Regions from separate parts of the Bombyx mori genome. Here region 1 is linked to region 2. The links are chromatin contacts, called in public Hi-C maps. All regions are on one chromosome and are shown on one strand. The core of a region is the stretch at or near the end of the contact, and the rest is flanking DNA. Distances in the headings are between cores, read along the strand shown.

Evidence for each region. A called contact is a pair of places that touch in the nucleus more often than the background predicts.
Region 1: a contact with region 2 is called in a Hi-C map of posterior silk gland, with 2.2 times the contacts expected there. The contact joins two enhancer-like sites. A contact is called at or near these places in 2 of 7 Hi-C or Micro-C datasets (posterior silk gland and whole pupa).

Annotation. Positions count from the first base shown.
Region 1 is chr16:14,082,788-14,089,839 of ASM3026992v2, forward strand. All of the region lies in intron 5 of LOC101736914 (homeobox protein cut), which reads left to right. Among protein-coding and RNA genes, the nearest start is that of LOC101740625, 14 kb to the right of the region's middle. Within about 2 kb of position 2,129, at least 1 of the 8 cell types and tissues checked has open chromatin away from gene starts, as enhancers often do.
Region 2 is chr16:13,720,082-13,727,241 of ASM3026992v2, forward strand. No RefSeq gene overlaps it. Among protein-coding and RNA genes, the nearest start is that of LOC119629723, 24 kb to the right of the region's middle. Within about 2 kb of position 2,585, at least 1 of the 8 cell types and tissues checked has open chromatin away from gene starts, as enhancers often do.

The DNA.
Region 1 (7,052 bases), core at 879-3,378, 360 kb after region 2:
ATTTATTATTTTGTGATTGGTGACCGATCAAATACTTCGCAGGCATATTGCCATGTATGAACAAGTAGACTGATTGATATTTATCGCAACAAGTTTATGAAAAAAGGATTTTAAATAAGTTTCTATCACATTAAACATCGAGCAGTACGCGAAATTAAACTACATATATCGAAAAAGATTATTTGAAATTTGTATCCAACACTTTGCTGCTGCACTTTATGAGCCGAGTGTGTAATTAAGTGTTGGTATTGTTCCCCGGGGGGCGGGGGGCGGGGGGTACGATGACGGTGGAATTCGGTTATTACATTAAAAGACTTGACGCGAACACTTCCCCGGATACCGGTAAAAAGTTTTGTGTTCTCCTGGGAATCGATACAAGCTCTATCCATAGATCCACTTCTACGAGTTACTAATGCATACCTTTGTACAACCGTTGCCAAAACAATTCGACAACGGTTGCCCAGAAAACTTCTAATGTTATAGTATTCAATATTATTTTTAGTAATTGTATAGAAAATAAAATAGCATTGTAAAATCATAATGACAAGGATATTACATACGGTTTAAACTCAGGCTCAAATTTTCTATAAGTTGGCGGTAGTTGGAATAATAAATTATCCATGAAAATTTTAAAGTATTGAAAACGTCAGAAATTGTAATATAAAATAGAACACAAAGTAAGACTCGTGATATCCGGATTCTGGGTTCATTCGGCCGACACGTCAGCTGAAGCGAATACAATATGATCATGACCCACAGTTTGTTGTTTAAGCTGTCAATAACAAACAAAATAATGAGTTTTGTTTCAAACTAGCTTCTGCCTGCGACTCCGCTTGCGTGGAATAGTTACTTTGGCATAACGCTAAATTTTACCCCCACTTCATTTACGTAGAAAGTTAAATTATTTTGGAATTATAGAATGTTAAGGAGCTAGTTTGAAACCCCTATTTTGAAACATTATTTATTGGTGCTCCACTTGTATTGGCCTTCCTCAATAAATGAGCTATCTAACACTAAAAGAATTTTCCAAATCGGACCAGTAGTTCCTGAGATTAGCGCGTTCAAGCAAACAAACTCTTCAGCTTTATAATATTAAGTATAGATAGATTTACAAATTCCAGAAAAAAATCGAATAAATAATATAAAATGTAACTATGAATGTGCACTCGGCGCTCAGACAAAATTGATTATCGAATCTAGTTAAAAACTACGGACGTTTGCGAGAGAGAGCCCTCCTCTCTCATAATCAAACTACACGCTATTATTGCTCTCTCTACTCTCTTAATATTTACAGCATTCAGGTTTTTTTTATGTCCAACTCGCGCTAGGCAACCTCATCAGGTACATCCAAGTCGTCCATCATACGTCATTTTCAAATCAGAATCGTTTTGTGGGAGATATATAGTCAGAGCTGCTCTAACTAGCCGCGTAACTAGCTTTAATGTTTAAAAATCACAATCGAAATTTTTCTTAGAATTCATTCTGATTACCTTTTGAAGATAATAAAAAAGAAGCAATTCCAAATCTACAAAACTTGTGAGGGTACTAAACGTTATCCTGAATTTCCTCCGGCATAAAACGAAATTCACAAAAGTAGATTTTTTAAGACTTTTCTATGACACATTTAAACGGTTTTTTTTTAAAGTTATTTTCGTAAATACTTATGAAATCATATGATTAACATGAACAGGAGAGAAGCGATAGTGTTACATTTTATTACACTTTTACGATGTCGCTGTGGATTTATTTAGTTTTTATTTTTCCGTTCGAAGCGTTTACTTGTAACGCTCCTCGGGTCGTTTGGTTTGAGACCGGGCACGCCCTGGAAATATTTTCTAAGCTCAGTTCTATTAAGAGCAATTATGTTTTAGATCGTTTACTATAATTTTCTAAAACAAAAGCACATTTTTGGCGAAAAAAAAACTGAATTTTCTTTTTCTTGGTTCGCCTTTCATTTGTACAACGAGTCGCTTCAAATCGCGAGGTTGTTAGTACGGAAAACACAACTCAACTGAAGAAAATTGAAAACAATGTCACTCGTTCAATCTCAAAGCTGCTACCGTTCGCTTGAAGAGCGCGCACCGTACCGGTGTGATATCAAATGTGTTTTCCTTAAAGTACATAGAATCGTTACAAAAGTATTTGCTGTGCGTCACAGAATCGTTGTGATTCTCTCCGGTATTGAATCAATTGTGGTCGGTGCCCCCGGCGCGGTAGATTGCCGGCAGACACGCGATCCCGATCACCGGGCCCTCCTCACGCAATGACCCGGCGATAGAAAGCTCGCTGTACTAAATATATATCATTAAATAATTTTCAACTATTTTTTTACAAAGCATCCAACATCATTTCGACTGTCGTTCAATAATCTCTTGGCTACTTTTCTCCCACGTATAATATCTGTTCATTCGGCATGTCGTATACTGGACATCTAATTTCCAGCGCGCTATTTGCTTATGCAACTATTTCTTCTTCTTTTGCATCGCATTAACAATTCAAATAGGCCATTTTTTAATGGTTTGCGACACTTTCGAGCGGCCCTGACGTCCGTCCGCGCCGGCGACTCGAATGCAAATAAGCATCGATCGCGCGAGTGACGTACCGAGCGAGCACTTCTCACCCCTTTCTTACGACTACCCGCCAACTTGATTTACAATCCCGGAAACACGTTCCCCATTACGATCCTACATGTTCCTTTATATTATTTCAATGGCATTTTTTACTATGTCACAATGACAGAGTAATTTAGGGCACCTCCCTCTGTACCTTCGGAACGTTCTGAATATTCATACGACTCGTATTAATCAATAATGGTCACGAAGGAAGTACGATTCGCGTGTCCGCACGCGACCTAATGTCGCATAAACAAATAATTTCTTCGTTTTTATCGTTATCCCTGAATTATGTTATTGCCACTCGAATTTACACTTTCCCTGGTTTCCCGGCGACCTGCAACTCGCTCCGAAGCGATCAAACAACGACCGATAAATTTAAAACTTCCGTGACCGGACGACGTTAATTGAGCGCCTAGTTTTTTTTTATATTCTTCAAAAATGCTCATCGTAATGACCACATAAAAACAGATATTATTTAGTTCTTCATAAAACATCCGAATAACATACAAGTCGCGGGAACTGAACTAGATTGATCACAACAAATTAGTGTATAGATGAGTAAATACTATTGAGCAGCGTATCGAGCGCCATGTTGCCGATGGTGACGTGCCACAAAATGGCGTTTGCGATCTCGTCACGATCTAGTGGAAACAACCTCAGTTTTTGACAATTCTCTGAGGCACGTCGCGGTAATTGTCCGCGGGCCGTTTACTGAATAACAAAATGTCTGCAACAAGATCAAAGGCATTAATAGACGTGTGTTGAAATTTATTGACGTACCGTGTGTCGAAGGATATATACTTACGTTACACGTATATGCAAATTACTGTATGTTTCTCTCCGTTTTATATTACGAAATATATTTTACATATGCCACAATGATCTGCATATTTAATTCAGAAAAAGAAGGTTTTTTTCTATCTCCGCTATAGTTATAAAGTTTCAAATAAAAATTTAAGCTAAATCTAGCGATCGTGTCTGTGAAGCACACAACTGTAATGCCCATAAAACCTAAAGAAACTTATTTATATTGAGTTGTCGCGGTTTGAACGTGCATGGTGTACATGCTAATGATACGATTCTACCATACACATAACGGATGTTTTAACATAATAATCGGATGAGTATCGAATACTTATTTTGTCTGTTATAAATACAAATATTTAAATTAAAATTCGGAACTCGATTTAAACACGGCTTATAACATTTTTATTAACTTATGTTAAGCTATTGTCACACACACACACAGTTTCACTATTCTCTGCAGCGAGTGAGTATCGTACAGTAGAACAACGAGTCTAGCAAAAACTTGAATCGCGTTAACAACATTTTCAAACCTTGTATGTATAAAAATAAAAGTTCCGTGCAACAGCATTCGGACTTTCGCTCTGCCCAGCAGTAACATCCTCGCCGTGAAAGATCTCCTCTTTGTCGTTCTAAAAACTAACAAATGCTATTCAACACAGGAAAACTCATTCCGCGTGACGTTCGGAAGAGTGAACTAACCTCCACTATGTCTGTGCTGCTAGCTAGCCGATAGCTACTTCGAAGATTTTAGATTCTACTAAAAGAAGTCTATATATATATAAATGAATTGCTGTTCGTTAGTCTCGCTAAAACTCGAGAACGGCGGGACCGATTTGGCTAATTTTGGTCTTGAATTATTTGTGGAAGTCCAGAGGAGGTTTAAAAGGTGTAAATATGAAAATGCTCGGAATAAAAAAAAAATACAATTTTGTTTTTCCTTTGATGTGTCTCCCGTCGGACGGATTCCTTTTGTTTGTTTTAAGTTTATTTTAGGTCTTTTATTTATCGATTGAGGCACTACGAAGTCTGCCGGGTCATCTAGTTCTTTATAAAAATGAATTCAATAATTAACTAAAACAACAGAAGGCTACGTATTCACGTCACGTATATAGAGTTATTGTCTAACGTCCGTTACGGGCGGAGCACGACATTATGGACATGTAAGATTATAATCTCGGTTTCTTGGCCATTTTTATAAAACAATTTATTTCCGTCACGTGCTTACTCGAAAGTCGTTAAGATCTCGAATTTCTGTTTCTTTATCAAATAAATAACAAAATTCTCTGTGGACGCGATTACTTATTTTTTTTTAGGAATTTAAATAAAACAAAACGTTCTGAAATACCGACAGCCCAGGGGAAGTTGTTTCAAACTGACAACTCTCAAACTAAAGGAATTGTGCTAGTTGTTCAATGTTTAAACAATTTTATGTGAAACTTAATGGGTTCCGTGTTAAACCCCACTGCAAATTTGAAATTAAAAAACTTGTTATCCACAGAATGTATTCGAGATGGAATCATATACAAAACTACCCTCTCAAAAATATTGTAAGGCTGTACTGTGCCTGGAGTCATTGTCCAATTGTAGTTTTTCTGCGGCAGGCTGCTAGCATACCAGGGTGATCGCAGCCGCAACCTCTTCCGCCATCTCCGACCCAGACGACGGGACAAAGCCGCCGTCTTCCTTAACCAGTCCTGTCTGGTATTTCCGATCCGCTCTAGACGCTTTGTTCTCAGCTCGGCCCCCCAAGTACCAGTCACCGTTCTCGCCGAAGGCTCTCAGTGAGCCGCGATTCGGACCCAGTACTAGATTCAGGAAAGCACTGGCCTTACCAGGGCGAGCGTTAGCAAGTCCTCCCAGCTTGAGCCCTGTGAGCTCATCTACCAAACCTTTCGTAATGGAAGCTTCCAGCGATTAGGCAGGAAAAAATGTGACCTCTTTTATATGCATTGATTGCTCTGCTTATATGTAATTGTCTTATTAAATTCAATATGTTTTCGAAAGTTTTTAATCTTCAATACGCGTTTTATAATTATTTAAATATTTGTTTCGATAACACAAGGCAGTAAGATGGAGATCGTGGACGAGCGCCAGAATATATTTTTGTCAACAAACGTTTTGTCGTATCTCGACCACAGAACTCCTTCGGGAAACGTATTAATTCATTTTTGATTCGTAATAAAATAAGAATGTTTTAAGACGCCAATAAAATTACTCTCCCTGAATGCGTTTGAAGAAAAACAATAACGGAGCGCTGAATTATGTGTTTTATTGTGTTGTAATTAAAACATTAATTCGTTTAATTACGTATATTACTAATTGTTATTTAGGCCAGTCGTATATTGCATACGATTTCAATCATGAGGCGGTTTTTCACATTCATATAGTTTATTTTAAATTACTGACTTTATGTATGTAGTAATGTCAACGAACAGCCTGATCCAAGGCTAGTCCCGGAACGGAGTAACCACTCATCCAATGGTTGAGTGTGATAACTGCTATTAGAATGTAATTATAAGAACTATTAGTGACCTCGCATAGGTACTGTGGTCCGGTCGTGATGATTACATCAAATATTTGTCGTTATTTCGAAACAATAAAAATAATCTTCATATCTCCTTAACGTTGGGGAAAATGTTCTAGAACTATGCAGAAATTAAACACACCTTTTCTGTAGTTATTTTTATTTATTATTTTCTTGAATAATAAAAAAAAGGCCCTAAATGGGTTTTAGTGAATTTTTGTGTGTAGTGACGACGATGCGACGATTCTAAACGATCTCTACTCTCTAAACGATCAACGATTTCATTACTGTCTCTCGGTCTTGCTTTTTGTCTATCTCTTGCCGTCAAAGAAGTTCACTCCTGTCGAGTGTCACACGTCAATAGTACTAATCAGTGAGTACATAATGTGTGACGTATTCATTTCCTACCGCCACAAACCTGTATACCTAGCTATCAATTCATCAACTTAATGTTATAAGAATTACAATTGAACCGTAATAATAATTAAATTTCTCTGCATGGCACCATGGTATTGCGTTCACAAAGTTGCTACCAAATTGTCGGTTTCCAAATAAAACATAAACAGGTACTTATACTTAGCATTGCCAGCAAGTCCTTTGTAATCCTTAAATTAATGGATTACACTGGAGAGACGATCTTTATTTGCGATCATTAAAATACCACAAGTAAAATAAAAACTTAATTTAGAACAGCTGAACTCAAATAACAATGAGAGCTGTTTTTTCAGACGATTTCAGGAATTATTGCTAAGACTGACGACATTTTTATTACCTATAACAGAGTATTTTTATGCTATGCGTATTACTTACATACCTACTTGTTTATAACGACTACTTAATTAGGACCCTTATAAAATTAACATTGCACATAAAATCATCAACAAATAAGAAAAATACAAGGGTCTCTTTGAACTACAACATTAATTCCGATTAACCTCACACAAGATCGCGACCACTCAGCCCCGTCATGCATCGAGAACGATCCTATAATGGTCGCTACAAACGCTCTCAAACTAATTATTTGCGTCTTAATTAAAACAAATTCAACGTATATCAAGATCTAAATAGTTCCATTGTGAGTCTCGAAGACAATATGTTGACAGAAT
Region 2 (7,160 bases), core at 1,335-3,834:
ACTAAATCGTATGATGAGCACAAATCAGTCAAACGCTCTTCAATACTAACCACTATTGCAGTTTTTTAGTTCAATGGTGTTGCTCAATCTATATCTACCGTGAAAAAAATCTCAATTACTATTGTTCAGAAAAGATCTTAAACTTTCAAAGAGTAACTCCCAATTTGCGGCAGGAAATTAAACATTATATATTATATATGCTAGCTTACTTACCAATCACAACTATGCTACCGTACACTTTTGCATTTCATATTTTATATCGCATAGATGCAGACATGTGCTCAACAGTGGGACGAAAGTTATAAATATGAGGTAAGAATATAGGTATATTATTTCTCAAAATTCAAACTACTTAATTCCGTGTTCTAATTCTTAGTTAGTATAGTGGTTTGGGCGTGAAAATGTATTGGTCAAAGTTTTCTATTCACAATATTAGCATAGGTGAGCCTATGAAAACTGCGAAGGGCTTAAAGTCGGCACAGTCCATGTGAAAAATAATAATTTACAAATATCTTTGCAATTTTGAGCGATATGTTTAAGGCAACCTTGTTAGGAAAACGTTTAGAGTATAGAAAGATGGGCGTTCATTCTTAAATATCAAGTAATACTATATTTTGCCACAATGCTAATTTGAAGGATATTAGCAGTAAGCTCCTTCCACCGCTTAAAGTCTTTGGATAACTAATCTATATATATATATATATATATATAAATGAATTGCTGTTCGTTAGTCTCGCTAAAACTCGAGAACGGCTGGACCGATTTGGCTAATTTTGGTCTTGAATTATATGGGAAAGTCCAGAGAAGGTTTAAAAGGTAGATAAATATGAATTAAATAAAAATAACAATTTTGTTTTTCCTTTAATGTGTCCCTCGTCGGACGGATTCCTTTGTTTATTTTAAGTTTATTTTATACAGAAGCTTAGGTCTTTTATTTATGGATTGAGGCACTACGTAGTCTGCCGGGTCAGTTAATATGTAATAAGAAATAATATTTTATTCACTGTCAGCTCCAGTGTTTAGTTACTCGCACACAAATGCTCAGTGGATGCAAACGGGTCATAAATCTTAATTTAACTCACATCGGGAATAAAGTGGATTCAACATAGTTCGAAGAGAGTTCGATCTATCTTAAATTCTAGTTCCAGCAGTAGATTTTGATCCTTCAGGTTACAATGTGATGTTACTGTAAAACATTTTTTTTTTATTTATTGCTCAGATGGGTGGACGAGCTCACAGCCCACCTGGTGTTAAGTGGTTACTGGAGCCCATAGACATCTACAACGTAAATGCGCCACCCATCTTGAGATATAAGTTCTAAGGTCTCAGTATAGTTATATTTATTTAATCTTTTATCACTCTAGTTTGATGCGCTCAGGGTCCACTTGATGTTAAGTGGTTACCAGAATCCACAGATAGTACATGATAATTGCCGCTAATTACCTTGATTTTTTTTTTTTAAATGGGAATTATATATTTATTAACTCTCACGATCTTGTGGTATGATGCGTGTGTCTTAAGTCCTAGCAGTGGCAGCTTCGAAAGGTGGTAGATGAGAGTAGTATATCTGTTTAATGATTCGATTCAAACGCTATAACTCTGATAATAATAATAAATACCAAAACCAGATAGACAAAGTTTATTTTTATTTTTATTGCTTACATGGTTGGACGAGCTTACACCTGCTCCTGCAACCTGGTGTTAAGTGGTTACTGGAGTCCATAGACATCTACAACGTAAATGCGCCATCCATCTTGAGACGTAATTTCTAAGGTCTTAGTTTTACAGTACCACGGCTGCCCCACCCTTCACACCGAAACGGATTACTGCTTCACGGCAGAAATAGGCGGGATGGTGGTACCTACCCGTGCGGACTCAAAAGGTCCTACCACCAGTAAAAAGTTCTATTAGCATCTAAATAACACCTTTTAAACTAATAGTTAGGCATAATTTACAATAATAATCCATTCCAAAGCAACACATACTTAATCCACAATAATAAAAAACTTGTTTATTTATTTGCACCTAATGCTGTTACGTTAAGAACTATATTTCAATAGCAAATAATCTTGATAATCTCAAATTATTTATAACCTCATATACGGGAGAAATAGTTCTTATTTCGTTTACGATTAAGTTGATTTTAAATGAGTTCCTTAATTTTGTTGACTAAAATACTAATGCTCATTTAATTGTAGCTTTTTTTTGTTTCCGATAAACGAAGCTTCAGGTTTTGTTGCTCGAAGCGATTGCTATGAATATCGGGGTAGACTGAACTAATTACAGAGCTTTGATGCTTAATAATTAAAGATAGGCTTGTCAATTGTTATTACGACATTTTGGTGCCAAAAGCATCTTGAAACATCCGTTGCTTGGATTATGAGATGTATGTACCTTTTTTTTGGACGGGGGACCGAACCTCCTGCAATATCCCCGCATCTTAAAAATATGTCGGACTGGACGGTCCCTAGATGTTGGGAGTGGACTGCGGGCCCTAGGGATGGAATTTAGGGTCGTATCAACTAAACGACTCCCCCTCAGCACTCTCGCCCAAGCGTCTAATTCACGCGAGGTCAGAACCTGGGTGGCATAAAGGGTTACCGCGATCTATAGTTACTACACTTGCTCAGTGCAAGAACACTTGCTAGTACAGTAGAACACTAGCTAGGGCTAGTATTAGCAAGTCCTCCTAAGTTGAGATCCGTGGGTTCATCTACCAAGCCGTGCGTAGCTGCAATAGCTTCATAAGCTGCCAGCGATTATCTAGGGAAAAAGTCAACTCTGGACAAGGCCTATATGCAAGAAGGACAACCTGAAACATACTTTATGTTTATGAGACTTAAAATTGAATTTAAAAGAAAGTTAATATTACTGTTATTAATTATTTATTTGATTTATAAACAACGATATTTTAAATTTAAACTCTGCATTCAGTTCTATGTTCTTCGAAGACGCATTACTTTAAATAAAACACAGATTTTAATCGGTTCACGTTCCGCCTGTATCCGAGAGCGTAATTTTTACCTCTCCGCTCACATCTGAAACACGAGGATTAATGATCCGACGCGTCTAGTCATACGGTTCCGCCGAATGCCGTAAAAACGCTATGCGCAATTCGGTTTCAGTTCGTGATGTAAGAAAAAATAGATGCGGCATATATTTGTCAAATCTAGACTTAACTAAGGCATAGAGATAAAGGATTAGGCACATCCAAGACTTCACATATTATCGAAGTTACATCTAGAATGATGTAAACATGAGATTGAATATTAGATAGTCTGTCGTTACAATGCTATCAACTATTCGACTAGTTCCGAATTTGAAGAAGAATGTCCGTTTGTTTTGTATGGCCGTGCTTCAAAAGTTGTAATAAATCATTAAGCCCAAATATAAGAGATAATCGTAAGTGTTTAAACGTCAGCTTAAAGAAACCTGGTAGTGGGAAATCGCCACATCTATGAGCATTCCTTTCGTGTTCCCTAAACGCCCGACCTTTAATTGCTCTCATCTTGATACGGCTGGTATATCGAGCGGCAAAATGGGTTTTTCGCTGCGGTAATCGCTGGCAACTTTGTACGCCAAACATTATCGGATTTGTCGGTCGGTACCCGCGTAGAGCCGGCGACATTACGAACCGCCGGCGACATTATGTCGAACGATTCTCATCATCGAATCCGGTTTTGTTTTACGTTTTTTGAGGCGAACATGTTCAAGGGAGATTCCTTAGACTCTACAGAATGAGGGTGAATAGTGAAAGCTTCATCTTCTTCATCGCCTCATTGGTCTATAGGGTAAATCAAACCCGCAAAACTATAATTTGCGTAATTACCGGTGGTAGGACCTCTTGTTAGTCCGCACGGGTAGGTACCACCGTTCTGCCTATTTCTGCCGTGAAGCAGTAATACATTTCGGTTTGAAGGGTGGGGCAGCTGTTGTAACTACATTGAGAACTTATGTCTCGAGGTGGGAGGCGCATTTACGTTGTAGATGTCTATGGGCTTCAGTAACCACTTAACACCAAGTGGGCTGTGAGCTCTTCTACCTATTATCTAAGCAATAAATAAAAACATTACCTACTCTGACTAGCTGATGTACTTTGAACTCCAGGTTAAACAATTCTAGATGCTCAAAATTCGGTGGATTCTTCTTTTAGTTTGGTTGCAAGCAGCAGACTTGAGGTTTGATGGCTTTAGAAAAACGTAGAAAATGTAGAAACTTATAGTCTATTAGTTGATGGACCGAAAGACATTCAAAGTGCTTTGCTTCACACATTGCAACTTATTGTGTCAAAGAAGAAAATTTAGGCTAGCACGTGTCAGCTAGCAACCGGCTTTTAAGACAGTGATTACCAGAATCCATAGACATTATGTCTTGAATGCTTACATCGCGCATTGAGACATGCAGTCAATTCCTCAATTTCATTGTTTGTTTAAACCCAAATGCTTTCCCGCACCAGATTAAGCTATTCAGTGATAATCGATTGTTGTAAAGAATCACAAAAAAACTAAAAAAAAATTTTCAAATATAAAAAAAAACGTTCCAAAAAATTAGAAAACAAAATTAGCCGCAATTAAAACTGTCCTTTTTTTTTTGTTTTACCGAAACATAACCAACGAAGCGTGACGCCCAAGGCACCACCACCCGATGCATGCCCAAGTAATTACACGCCGAGACCAAATAATGATTGAACGGTATCCAGGAGAGCTTTTTTTTATTTTATAAATCGTCGACATGGAACATGAAATCTGTTCATGAATTCGAATCAACAAAAAAATAAGCAGGTTCCTAGTTTCATCCGTTTCTATTCTCTAAGTTTTTTTTATTGCTTAGACGGGCGGACGAGCTCACAGGCCACCTGGTGTTAAGTGGTTACTGGAGCCCATAGACATCTACAACGTAAATGCCACCACCCACCTTGAGATATGAGTTCTAAGGTCTCAGTATAGTTAAGTGTTATGCTTAAGCCACTAAGTGAGATTGTTACGCCATCTAATAGGAATGATATTTGGTTTTGCTTACAGCCGGTTTCCGAAGCCATGTACAAAATTCGGAGACTGATACATTCCTGCAACAGAGCAACGAACAATATGCTCCCGACCTTAAGTCTGCCAGGGTAAACCAATAAAAAGTATGACCTCTTTTTTTTTCATTGCTTCAATGGTTGGACGAGCTCACAGCCCACCTGGTGCCAGGTGGTTACTGGAGCCCATAGACATCTACCATGTAAATACGCCACCCGCCTTGAGATATGAGTTCTAAGGTCTCAAGTATAGTTACAACGGCTGCCCCACCCTTCGAACCGAAACGCATTACTGCTTCACGGCAGAAATAGGCAGGGTGGTAGTACCTACCCGCGCGGACTCACAAGAGGTCCTACCACCAGTAAGACGTCACACCGGTAGCTCGCTGGCACTAAGCACATAAAACTGTAACATTAATCTGAGACGAGATCTTTATAACTGTCACATTACGTACGTACGTATGTGGATAATGTTAGTCATTTTAACCGATTGCAACAGAAAGAGGTCCGTGTTATTTGTGGGTTTGTTTATTTTTTGGTATGCTGTGGATGATGGATGATGGACGTTGAAAATCAGGTTTGTCATTTTTTTTAATGTGGGATCGTGGCGAAGGAATTCCGCATTCGAATGCTTGTGGCGTCCTTGAAATAGGACAACAGATCCTGAGAACAGTTGAAGGTGGAGCATTCAATCCTCCTAATGTTTGTCTAATGATTTAAATTCAACCATAATCATAATATCGAATTTTAGATATTTTTGAAGTAAGTACTTCTTTAGGCGCGTTATGAAAAATTGATGTGAGTGAAATATTACGATGCGCGCGCACCGTGACACAAAATTAACAGAAATGAAGTTGTCCACTAAATCGCTCATTACAATACGACCGATGTAACTGGGCGAGTCTGAATATAGCCGCAGGTGAACTTTCCGAACCGTACCGAGAATTACCGAATTTATACCGATGTCAAGAAAAGGGATGTCCAATATGTGTGTTTGAGGATGTTGTTTAATCGATTTTTTTTCAAATTGATAAAAATTTTATTAAAAAAAAAGAAATAAATTTAATAAAAATAAAGTATAGCTTACGCGCGTACATAAGTACATGCACCCTTTTTTTCAAAATACTTATATTATTAACACTAAATTTGACCATCATGTCAATGTGGAGTCTATCCAACTCCTCGACAACACAAACTTAGTATGAAGACTCAAGACGACTAACCCTTTTGGGTTAGTGTAATATTAATTCAAAACAGTGTTACAGTGATAGTGATTTAACTAAAGAACACATGAACAAAGTTACTGAAATGAAAGCCTTAATATAAACTAAATAAGGTCAGTGGACTTTTTTTTTATTGCTTAGATGGGTGGACGAGCTTACAGCTTACCACGTACCATCCGGCTTTGGAATGAACTCCCCTCCACGGTGTTTTCCGAGCCCTATGACATGTCCTTCTTCAAACGAGGCTTGCGGAGAGTACCTGCTTTATGGTAGACAGCGGCTTGGCTCTGCCCCTGGCATTGCTAACGTCCATGAGCGACGGTGACCACTTACCATCAGGTGGGCCGTATGCTCGTCTGCCTACAAAAGCAATAAAAAAAAAGCCCACCTGGTGTTAAGTGGTTACTTGGGCCCATAGATATCTACAACGTAAATGTGCCATCCACCATATTCTTAGAGATATTAGTTAAAATAGTAGTTTACGTGAAATTAAAATTACTTATTAGCTTTATTGTAATCTAAATTTAATATTATTATTATAATAAATTTCGTTCTAATAAATTATTATATTTATAATAAATTTCGTTTAGTAAGTATAAAATGTAAATAAAGAAAATCGTTTATCAAACTGAAGAAAAAGGTTAAGGCACTATTTTTTATAGTCCTAAACTGTTTATTGGCTGATAAACACGTAAGATTTTCTGGCTTCAAAGTCAAATACGGTTTTGAGGCCTGATGAAATTAATATGGCAGATTAAAGATATATTTGGCGAGGTAATTTGCAAGCATTTCGGTGACCTTAACATTGCCATAGATCTCTGCGCTGGTTGAAATCCTAAATCTTAAGCTCACCTGATTCTTACTTAAAATTCCAAAAGGCACCACGTTACTTACGATACTTCTTTTAAGTCAAACTT